Linked DNA regions of Canis lupus: region 1 is linked to region 2. A link is a contact called in public Hi-C data. All regions are on one chromosome and are shown on one strand. Each heading gives the region's core, a stretch centred on a gene start, on an enhancer-like site or on the middle of the called end of the contact. The rest is flanking DNA. Distances are from core to core; before and after follow the strand shown. Region 1 has its middle 67 kb from the start of TOB1. Region 2 holds the start of TOB1 (protein Tob1).

Region 1 (5,440 bases), core at 2,397-4,896, 68 kb after region 2:
AGAATGAGAGTAGTTGGCTTAGATGAGCCATTTCGGCTCTGGCTGCCAAGGGTCCTGGTCTCTGAGTCTGGCTGCATCTGTGAGTGCTCCCCCTGGCTGCACGCAGCCCAAGGGCACAGGTACCAAGAGGTGGCCAAGAACCCACGCCGGGGTGAGGAAGTGCTGTGTGGGAACACACACATGTGCCTGGATGTGTGCAGGACCTGCTTGCAGCCACATGTGAGTAGGAGGATGCTTTTGTGGGTAAGTGGCTGAATAAAATCATATACACAGGTGGCAGTGTGCATCCTGGTGTGTGCGTATGGGACAGTTTATGTGGGAGTGGAAAGGGGACAGTGTGTGTACAAACGTGGAGTGTGTGTGTTGGGGGGTGAGTCACACATCTCTAGGTCCAGGTGTATATGGAGGGTGTGGTGTGTGTGTTGTTGTTGGAGGGAGTGTCTCAGCGGCCGGGATTGGCTTGAGGCAGGGGATGAAAGCCTGGGGGGCCCTTTTCCTCGTTCTGCAAACCCCCTCTGTCCACATGGTCAGCCTGCGGCCGACAGGCCCTGACCAGTCCATGAACTCAGGGTCCGGGAGAGTCAGCGGCTTTTCCAACCTCTGTGCCAAATGGGATGTCAGCACGGGGGCGGAGGTGGGGGTGCAGGTCGGGGAAGGTGGCGATGACTTCATGACAACTGGCTGCCGAGCAGCTGGGGGTAGGGGGTGGGGAGCTGGGGCCTGGCAGCAGCGGCAGCGAGAGCAAACCTGCTCCGTTGGCCCCTGTGTGGGGCAGGGCCTGGGGATCACTCTGGGTGGAGGAGGCAGCCCAGCCAACGGGCTCGCGCTTCCTGGGGACTCTTTGGTTCTTTTTGTGGGGGCTGTGGCTCTGCCGGGCCTCATGGGAAGGTGGGCAGGGGAGCTCTCAAGGAGTGAGCACCCTCCAGGGGCTTTCCTGCACGATCCCATAAAGCTGACAGCAACCCCATGAGTGAAGGACCCTTATGCCTATTCTGTGGATGAGGGCACAAGCTCAGAGGCAAAGGGACATGTCTGAACCGGCCTGGGGACATGGGTTGCTGTGTTTCCTACTTCACCTCCCAGAAACAGGGGATGGGGCACAGAGTCCTCCAAACCTGCTCCTTTGTGGGTGCCTTGAAGCTTGGGTATCAGACCTTCTCTGAGTCTTCAGACCCAATGCTCCTTATCCTTCCCCAAAGGGCCTCCTTCCTGGGGAGGCCCTCCACACACCTCTCTACAATTTAGGGGGTGACAGACATCCATAACCATGCAGGGCCGGCTGCCACAAGCCAACAGAACCCCTTGCAGGTGGAGACCCTTTGTCCAAACACAGGCCAGGGGCTGGGCCTAATTCAAGCACCTGGCCTTGGTGTAGGCCAGGCTGCCTTGACTCACAGGGATCAGACTTCCTTGGCTCCTTTGTGGGGTTGGAGTGGCCCCAAGATCACAGACTCGGGGGTGGGTGCGAGTACCGTCTTTGCACCCAGAAGCTGAGGTCAGCTTTCGGGATACTCTTTCTTCAGCCATTTACTAGTTTCTCATAATAATAATAACTGCCCCTGCCCAAGCTTTATAGTCCACAAAATACTTTCACAAACACTCTCTTAGTCCTCACTAGCCTTGTGATGAGGAGCCAGTACACCCATTTTACAGAAGGAGAAATGGAAGCTCAGGGAGGGAGCTTCTGTGACTAGTGTCAGATCACGGGCCAGGAAGCGGCACAGCTCCGGCCTGCCTGAGCCCCCATCCAGATCCAGTTCAAAGGCCTGAGCCCGTGTCCAAATGTGGTTCAAAGAAGTGTGGAGACCGTGGGCTGACGTCTCCAGGGCCCGACTGCACCAGCCCGCCGCACAGGGACCAGACTGCTCCCCAGGCTCCCCTCATAATATTAGAGGCTGGGGGGTGGGAAAAATGTAAAGCAGCAAAGTGACTGCTCCACGAGATAGTGGGAGTGGGAGAGGGTACTGGGGGTCCCCCGCTGCCCAAGGCCTTGGGCTCAGGCAGGGACGCGAGGGACCCGTAGGTCCTGGAATATGAGGCCATGGGCAGGATTGCCACGCTCTCATCTGGTCGTGGCAAAATGAGAAAGACAAGGACAAGGTAGTGAGGTTTTCCCAGAGTCAGACCCACAATGTGAAGCGCACTCCTTTCACTTGTACTGTGTATGTTCAATTGTGTATGTGTGTTTAAAAAGAACTTTCCTTTGACATTTCCTTTTAATGTCCTTAACTCAGCAAAATATAGACCTGGTGACCACGTCCCATCCTCAGTTGTTTTCTGGAAATGTTGGTGCCCTGAGAAATAGGACAGATGGGAGCCACCGAGCTAGCTCTAGTCCTAGGTGAGCCCTGGCATGGAGCGAGATGTTTTTTAATTGAGGGATGATGTCTGAATGGCTGGAAAAATCTCGGGGAGGGGGTTGGAGAAGAGACTGGGGTTCCTGCCCAGACAGCCCTCTGGGCCCCAGAGCCCAGGCATCCCCAGGAAACCCGAGCAGAGGAACATCTGAGTAGCTGCAAAGGGAATTCTGAGAAAGGCCTCGGGGCCAGTTCTCCGTGCCACACACCCTTAGCCTCTTCCCTGACCCGGAGCCAGGAGGAAATATTCCCTTAAACCCCACCCCTGCCTTCCCCACCCAGCCCCCCAAGGCTGCTCCAAAATAGCCCAGGCCCGGCAGGAGACGTCATGGGTCCGGCTGGCTGCCTGCCCCTCCAAGAGGACAAATATAGAGGGACACTGGATACCGACAGGAGACCCGGGACCTGGGGAGCCCCATGGCTGTGGCACTGCCTGCCCCCCTCCCATCCTTCCCAGCCCTGCACCCACTAATAGGGCAGCTGGGAGGACAGCGCCTCCTGGCCTGGCCAACCCACCCTGGGACGTGTCCCAACATGCCCAGAGCAGAGCTGGAGGCTGGCCCAAGAGGACACCAGGCCAAGCTGGGTGTGTGCATGGGGACACCTCCTCTATCCGGGGGTCTCAAAGCACTTCTATAAGCGTCACTGCCCACAGGGGACTCCCAGGAGCAGGAGAACCCGGCGTCTCCCGGGTGGAACCACTCCACCTTCTGTTCTTCCCAGCTTCCCAACGAGGCCAAAGCCATAAACCTGGGGGTGTGGGAGGCGGACAGAGGGCAGGCAGCCAGGCCAAACCCCAATAAACTGCTGGTTGGATCGAATTGCAAATAATTAGTCCTGATCACCAAAGCTGCCTCCACCCTCCACTCCCGGGAATTAAAGGTCAAAGGGCAGAGCTGCTGACGCAAATGTCAGGGGAGAAACGCGATTGGGAACAGCTGGGCTCCTGCGCCCGAGGTCAGCGGCGGCCCCGGCGCCCTGGACAAGGTGTCCCCCAGCCTGGGGCTCCCGCGCGCTCGGGAGGGGGGGGCTCCGGGGGCTCCGCTCGCTCCCCTGGTCTGGTTCGAGGGTCACCAGAACCTGCTGGGGGGGGTCCCAGAAATTCCCGGGAAATGGTGTCGCTGGGTGCTTGGAGCGAGGGGGCCGAACGGCAGCTCGGGGTCTTGGGAGATGGGACCCCCCTCCCACCCTGAAACAAGAGAAACTTCTGCCTTTTGGGCCACGGCGAGCCCCGGGGAGACCCAGGGCAGGCGCCCGCCGGCCACACCGTGTCTGTGCGCCAGGGGCGACCCCCAGCGGTCAGGGTGAGCCTGGAACTTGGGCCTCGGGCGAGGGAGCTGGGAGCTCGGCTGGGCTGGTGGCTGGGGACCCCGGGGTTCGGTTTTGGTAAGGGGGCTGCTGGCTTCAGGGGCATTTTAATACGTGCTGAGTCTTCCTAGTTGTGCCGAATCTCACCCTAAATGTCCACTGTTAGCAAATCAGCTCCACCGTGTCAAAGAATGCCCTAACCCGCCCCTCCCCCTGGCCTCCCTGCATCTATAAATAGCACCACCACCCTCCCGGTCCGGCCCTCGGGCCCTAAACCTACGAGTCATCTTCCACTCCTGCCCACACGGGGCTGGGTGCCGGCCCTGCCCCTCCTCTCGCCGCAGTCCCTCTTCCATCCTTGAGAGCCGCGGCCACTACCCAGCCTGCTGGCCTCTCACCTGGGCTACTACAGCCCCAACCAGGGCGCTGGGTCTGACCTGGGTATGTGCCCAGCCTCCTCCGCTTACTGGCTGTGTGACCTTGTGCAAGTTACTTAACTTCTCTGAGCTCAGCTTCCTCTGCTGCAGGAGGAGGATAGTAATCACAGTGCCAGCCCCATAGAGCATTGCATGAATCTACCGTAGTTTGGACATAAAGACCCTGTCACGCGGACATGCTCCGTGCATGTCAATTATTACAGGCCCTCCTTCAGGCCAATGCCTCCACTCAGGAAACCCAGGCCGGGAGCTGGAGTGAGAACTACCATTACGTGTTGCGTACCAGGTGTCTTTACAGCGTGCTACAGAGCGGGGGGGGAGTGGAAGTTCCTGGAGTCTAGAAGCTTCTCCACCACTGCCTCCATCATCACATTCCAGGACCCAGAACCAAAGACCACCTCCTGAGTCCACTGGTCCCATCTGAGGGTCTTCAGGAGTGAGTGTACCTGGGTAAGTGTTGAGGTCACTCGGCCACTGCAGATATCTTCTGGAACGAGACAACTCCAGGTCACGTTCAGCGGCCGTGAATCAGGGTGACCCATCTGCAAGGTGATGAGTGAGGCTGCGCACGTTGGCCTGGCACAGCGTCTGGGCAGAAGGCCAAGCAGGGGCGTGGCCACCAGGCAGGTGCTCCCCCTGCAGCTGCCTCGCCCCCAGGGCCCTCTCCGGGCTCCACCTCACCCACTCTGCATCCAGGCCTGCTCCCCTGTCGGCAGATGTTTTCAACGGTCCGCCCGTGACTGAGCACCTGGAGCCCATGCACTGAATTGGGCAGGCTTGCTCTGGAAAGAGATTTTCAAAGGAGACTTTTACCTACGGAGAGGGGGGAGCAGGAAAAGCAGACCATCCAGATTCGAATGTGGGCCTGTCTCTGGACACACCCTTTGTGTAAGACAGTTGCTCTCTTGGGGTCGGTTCTGCTCCTGAGACACTTGGCAATGGCAGGAGACACTTTTGTTACCACAGCCGGGGGGTGTGCCTGCGCTCCTGGCATCTAGTGGGTTGAGGCCAAGGATGCTGCTAAATATCCCACAGTGCACAGTCCAGACCACACAACAGAGAATTATGCTGCCCCAGTGTTGGCAGTGTCCGGGGCGAGACCCTGGCCTAAGCGCCGGCCCTCTGGTGGGGAAACCCCTGCCTCAGCTGCCTTGAAGGCTAAGGAAAGTGATCCAGGACTGGGCCTAGCTCATGCTCTGTTCCCAAAGGACCTTCTGGCCCTAAGGCCTTCACTTGGCCTGGGACACCCGAGCTGGTGGGCAGAGGTGGGCTGGGCACATGTTCCGACCACAGGAGAATTTTCTGAAATGATCTTGCTGTTACTGCCCTACCCTGCTT
Region 2 (5,485 bases), core at 2,439-4,938:
AATGTCCAAACCACTCTCTTTGGATGCTTGTTCAATCACTGGGTCCACTTTCTCCCCTATGTGTATACATCTAAACCCTGATCCTTTGTATGGCTTTTCAGGATACCAGTGCCCTTCATATTTCTTCTTAAGAAGTCTTTCAAGCTCTTCACCAAAAATGTTGACACGTCTCCTGGGAAGCTTATTGTACAAATATGAAATAATAAAATTTAGTGCTACTTGGATTTCAAGCTGCATAGCTGCTATGCCACAAAGTGAGATTTGTGTTTCAACTCCCCCCCAACACACACACACAGTGTTCAGTTTGTGGCAGAGAAACAAATTTTCATTCAAAGTGCTGGTACTTTGTAGATTATCCTTCACCTTGAGTGGTCTTGCTCCTTAAAGAAAAACAAAACAAAACAAAAACAAACATGTCCAAATAAGATAAATCTAAGTCCCACAGCCTTTTCTTACCCCCGGAGTAATTTTACTTTTGAAAAAGTCTAATAGGCTAGAAAGTCAGAAAAATATAATCAGCATAAAATAAAGGAATATACAATAGAAAATTGTTTATTAAAGTTCAAAATCTCATGGGACAACTTAGGATTTACAGTTAAAACAGTATTTTTAACCCTATTATTTACTTTTTTTCCCTGAATACAGCTCATATATATATATATGTATATATGTATATATGTGTATATGTATAAATGTGTGTGTGTATATATGTATATATAAAATCTCCCCCATATGTAGTGTATTTCCTCCCTCAATTCTCACAAGAATATTTATTGGAAACTCTACTCTGCACAACCATCCACCCACCTCCACACACATATATACCAGTTTTAGAAAGTGATCATATTCCTATTCACTAATTTAGAAATGAATTCTGTATTTCAGTTCATTCTGGATATATGCTGCCTAAATCTGCTGTATGGTTAAACATTCAGACATTTGAGAAGTTAGGAAAATTATTTTAATTTCCAAAGTACGTGAAGCTAAAATTAAAAATACTAAATGAACTGCCGTCCTAGTGAACAATAATTATGAACCAAACTATCCTGTATCACGGCCGTCTTAAATATGCTAAGGGCACACAACGTAAAAATCGAGCTTCTGTTTTTCCTTTCCAATGTGCGTTTTTCTAAATCTGAAAATACCTCTTTAACAGCAAGTATAACAAAAGCAACAATTAATTTCAAAACTCTATTGATTATTCTCTTTAAAGGGCAGGGTTTCTGAGTTTATTCTGATTTTCAAAACCACCTCCCTCCTTCGCGATAAGAGAACAGCCGGAGAGGCTTGTACGATAAGGTCGACCTTTAAACGTTTGCTGGATCAGCACTGGGTGGGGATAAGAAAAGATCAAGGGCAAACAGAAGATATTTGCGAAAGGGATCTATTTGTACACTGAGGTTGATTTAAAAGGACATTTTAAAAAATCAAGTTGGTGTCAATCCATCTGTTCCATTTTCCATTATTTGTGGTGACAAAGGGAAAAAAGGATCTCCGGCTGCCCCCAAACTACACTTTAAAGCCCAAAGCCCGAGTGCCGGCCAAGGCAGCTGATTAAGCCAAATTGCTTGACGCTGCAGCCGAGAGAAATTCAGGCTCCGCGAAAGGTAGTTTAAAGCAACGCCTTAAGCAGGAGTGTGAAGAATTACATAAACAGCCAGTTGGGTCTCATTAGATTTCTGCTCACAGCTCTCGGAGCCCGAGCGCTGGAGCAGCAGCAGCGAGAGGAGGAGGAGGAGGAGAGGAGGAGGAGCAGGGGGGGAGGAGGAGGAGGAGAGTACAAGTCTCCTCCGAAAACGAGGAGGAGGAGGAGGAGGAGGAAGGCCACGAGAAATGGCAAAGCAACCACTCGGGCCAGGCGCCGGGCAGGTCGGGGCGCCGGCCGCTCCGGGTCAGCCGCTCCCCTCCCCCCGCCGTAACCTGACCCGCCGCCCGCCGCCCGCCGCCCGCCCCCCGCCCGAGGCCCCGGGGACCCGGCCAGAGCCCGGCAGCAGCGGCTCCCCGCACCCCTTGGGGCCCCGCGGAGCCCACCGCGCCCCCGGAGCTCGCCGATCGTCCCGGCGCCCCAACCCCGCCCCCCCCACCCCCGGGCGCCGGCCGGCCCCGCCTCCAGGTCCCGCCGCGCCGGGGCCCCTCCGAGCCGCTCCCCTCCGCGCTCCGGCCGCCGCGCCGCGGTCCCCGAGGGCCCGGGGCTCGACGCCGCTGCAGCCCCGCCGCCCCTCGATACTTACGGGCTGCGTCCACCACAGAGCCGGCCGCCGGGCGGGGGAGCAGGGGCGGCAGGGCGGGGGCTCGGAGGGCGGCGGAGCCCAGCAGGCTGGAGGCTACGCGGCGCCGCCGGGCGGACGACGGGGGCCTGGGCGCGGGCCTCGGGAGCTCGGCGCTGCGGCTCGGGGTGGCGGGGCCGGTCGGGCGAGCGCGCTCCCTTCTCCACACAGCCCGGTGGCCTGGCCCAGCGTCCCGTGGTGCGCCCGCTCCGCGCCGGGCCAGAGCTTCGCTCCTTCTGCCGCGGCGCGCGCCCCGCCTCTCGTTTTATGGGCTCCTCCCCGCCCCCACCCCCTCCCGTAGGGGTGCGCGCGCGCCCGCCTCGCGTCACACAGCTCGGGGCCGCGTAACCATTCCCCGCCCTCCCGCCCCTCACCCCAGACCCTCGGCGGCGGCTCCGCCCCTGCCCTGCCCCTCGACGCCATTGGCCGAGTCCCGCCTGCCCATGTCCTGCCGGGCGGCGGAGGGACCCGGGGGACGAGGCCACACCCCTCCGGCTCCACGACGGCCAATGAGCCGACGTCCTGGGGCCGCCGGGGGCGGGACTAAGAGGAAGCTGGGAAAGGGATTGGGGGAGAGAAGTGCCAGTGAGGGCGACGGTGGTGGGTGGGGCGGCTGACGCCGGGTCCCGGCGAAGCGCCTCGGAGAGAGGGGGGAGGGGAGCCAGGCAGGTGGCGGAGCGGCGGCGAAGAGCGGGGAGAGCCCGAGGCCTCGAGAGGGAGGGGACAGTTTACCAAAAAATGCCCTACGCGAGTGGCACTGTGGCCCGGGAAATTCCCCCCCGTGGACGCGCCGCCACATCGGCCTCCGGTGCACGCAGGAGAGCCTCAGAGAAAGGGCGAACTGAGCCGGGGACTCGTGCAGCCGGTTCATTGAATATTAATCACCTCGGGGGCCTAGGCCAACTGCCACCCGGGGAGTGGCAGCAGCAGAACCCGAAGCCGCCGTGCCGGGCAGGGGGTGGGGGTGGGGGTGGGGGTGGGGGAGACACAGCACCTGGCCGCACCTCCGCCCAGGTGACAGTTTAACTGCCTCCGCATCCCTCCTCCGACCTCCCCGTGCGACCCGGCAGCCACTTGGACGCGGGGGTGGCTGGAGACCGCAGGAAGAATCCCATTTTATCCCAAACATCCCGGCCCAGGCCTCCGTGCCAAACTGCGTACGTATCTCAGGGTCTCTGTGCCTGCGCGTGTTTTCAAGTGGTACTTTAACATCAAGACCCATACACGCGGCGCCTTCCTGTAATGCGCGTTTAAGATCCTCTTCGGTTGAAAGAACGGGCGGGGAAAGAGAGCGACTCCCGGGGGGCGGGGAAGCGCCCCTTTCCACAACCTGCCGCCGAGAGCTCCACGGAGTTCCAGGGGGAGTGGAGGCCGGCGTCCCTCTCGGCTAAAAATATTACTCACAGGTAGCAACGAGGCCTGATTGGCCGCGCTTCTCCCCTAGCGGCGAGGCGATTGGCTGCCTGGTATCCAGGAGACCGACGTCAAACTGGCACCGGGAAGAGGAGAGAGCGAGTCGGAGCCGAGGGGAGCTGGGAGGGGGAGAAAGAGGAGCAATGAATGAAGCGCCCCGCGCTGGCCTTCTCTCCCCTTTCCTCTGCGCTCAAGAAGTGCTTCCTGGAAAAACACCAGCTGGGGCTCCGCCTTCCTCTTAAAACGGTGGGGCCTGCGCTCTCAACCTGCTATAAGGAAGTTAAAGCGCGGCTCTCCGCGGGGAGGGGTGTCCGCGGAGCCGGCGGTGTAGACCAGCTGTACTCCTTGGGCGCACACCCGCTTGACTGTTAGGCCTAGAGGCTCTGCGCTTTATGGATGCAAAATCCGGTTGTGGCCTATTCTTCTCCACCCTGACTCTCCTGCCCTCGTGCCTCCACCCCCTGTTCCCCTTTAGAGGGAACCGAATTGATTAAAAAAAAAAAAAAAAAAAAGGCTATTGCTAAAGTCCCCAGTGTGTGTGGGAGGGAAAGGGAAGACAGGTTTGTAGAATGGGTTGAGGATGGGACTGGTCATTGTATGGATTCCTAAAATTCAGGCGGCGTGTTTTAAGAACATCCAAGTTTTATTCTGATTTTTTTTTTTTGTCTTCGGATTTTTCTGTAACAAGGGAAAGTGGGATATGATGGTGAAAGTGTTGGAAGTGCTTTATTTTATGGAAACATTTTAAATGAAATGTTTCTCTGCATCAAAATAGTCCATGTGTTTTCTACTTTTTGCTCAGTTGTATCTTTTGTTTCCTATAATGAACATTCGTTCCATTCGTTATAAAAAAAAAAGTGAGTTATTTTTAATTTTTTAATTAGTTGAGCACAGAAATTACAAGAAGCAAGATAGTATATTTTGGGAATGGAGTATCAAGAGAAACACTTCATCTTTCACGTGCTCCAGAGCATAATTTCTCTTACCATTAGGCAAATAATACTGTACCAAACATCCAGAATTGCAGGACCATGTGTTGGGCCATGTGTCTTGATTTGTAATTTGGAAAATATATCACTATAATTAGAGGAGCATATTAGGCTTGGCTGACATTAAAATGTCTAACCAAAGATAGATGAATTGCCATGTTGTCAACCTTATCTATACTTTTCAAGAATTCTCAAAGAGAAGGCACAAATTCTCTTTTTTGCATGTACCCAATCTATAATCCCAGCCTTAAAATTCAAGAGCAGTCATCCAATAGGTTCTGATTAATTATCAATGGCAGTAAGTAGAATTTTTAAATAAAAAATTTAGATGTCAAAAATGTATGAGTTTTTGGAACTCAGTCGAAGGATATGAGAACGTTTCAAAGCAAATATAAACACACACACACACATTAAGGCCCCACAGCATACTGGGCAAAGTACTGAAGTGCAGGTATTGGCAGATCTGATTTTACCCATTTCTATGAACCTTCAGTTCTCTCACCTATAAAGAGGGTTGGATACATAATCTCTAAACATCTCTTTCAATTTAAAAATTCCACGTTTAAAACCCAATGCCCCTAAAGTAAATTACAATGTAGTTCTTTTTTAAAAAACAGTTTACAGGGCAGCCCGGGTGGCTCAGTGGTTTAATGTGGCCTTCAGCCCAGGGCATGATCCTGGAGACCCAGGATCGAGTCCCACATCAGGCTCCCTGCATGGAGCCTGCTTCTCCCTCTGCCTCTCTCTCTCTATGTGTCTCTCATGAATAGATAAATAAAATCTTTAAAAAAAAAAAAAAATATATATATATATATA

The links. A called contact is a pair of places that touch in the nucleus more often than the background predicts.
Region 1: a contact with region 2 is called in a Hi-C map of amygdala, with 6 times the contacts expected there. The contact joins the enhancer-like site here to the promoter of TOB1 in region 2. A contact is called at or near these places in 4 of 9 Hi-C or Micro-C datasets (amygdala, blood and tumor fibroblasts).

The regions. Positions count from the first base shown.
Region 1 is chr9:26,756,260-26,761,699 of UU_Cfam_GSD_1.0, forward strand. No RefSeq gene overlaps it. Among named protein-coding and RNA genes, the nearest start is that of TOB1, 67 kb to the left of the region's middle. Within about 2 kb of position 3,647, at least 10 of the 20 cell types and tissues checked have an H3K27ac peak or open chromatin away from gene starts, as enhancers often do.
Region 2 is chr9:26,687,796-26,693,280 of UU_Cfam_GSD_1.0, forward strand. TOB1 (protein Tob1) reads right to left here and starts at 3,689. Exons shown (of 2, transcript XM_038547714.1): 1 at 3,672-3,689; 2 at 1-380. The coding sequence starts at 237. It overlaps LOC102156847 (a long non-coding RNA gene), which reads left to right and starts at 3,232. Exons shown (of 5, transcript XR_005364495.1): 1 at 3,232-3,424.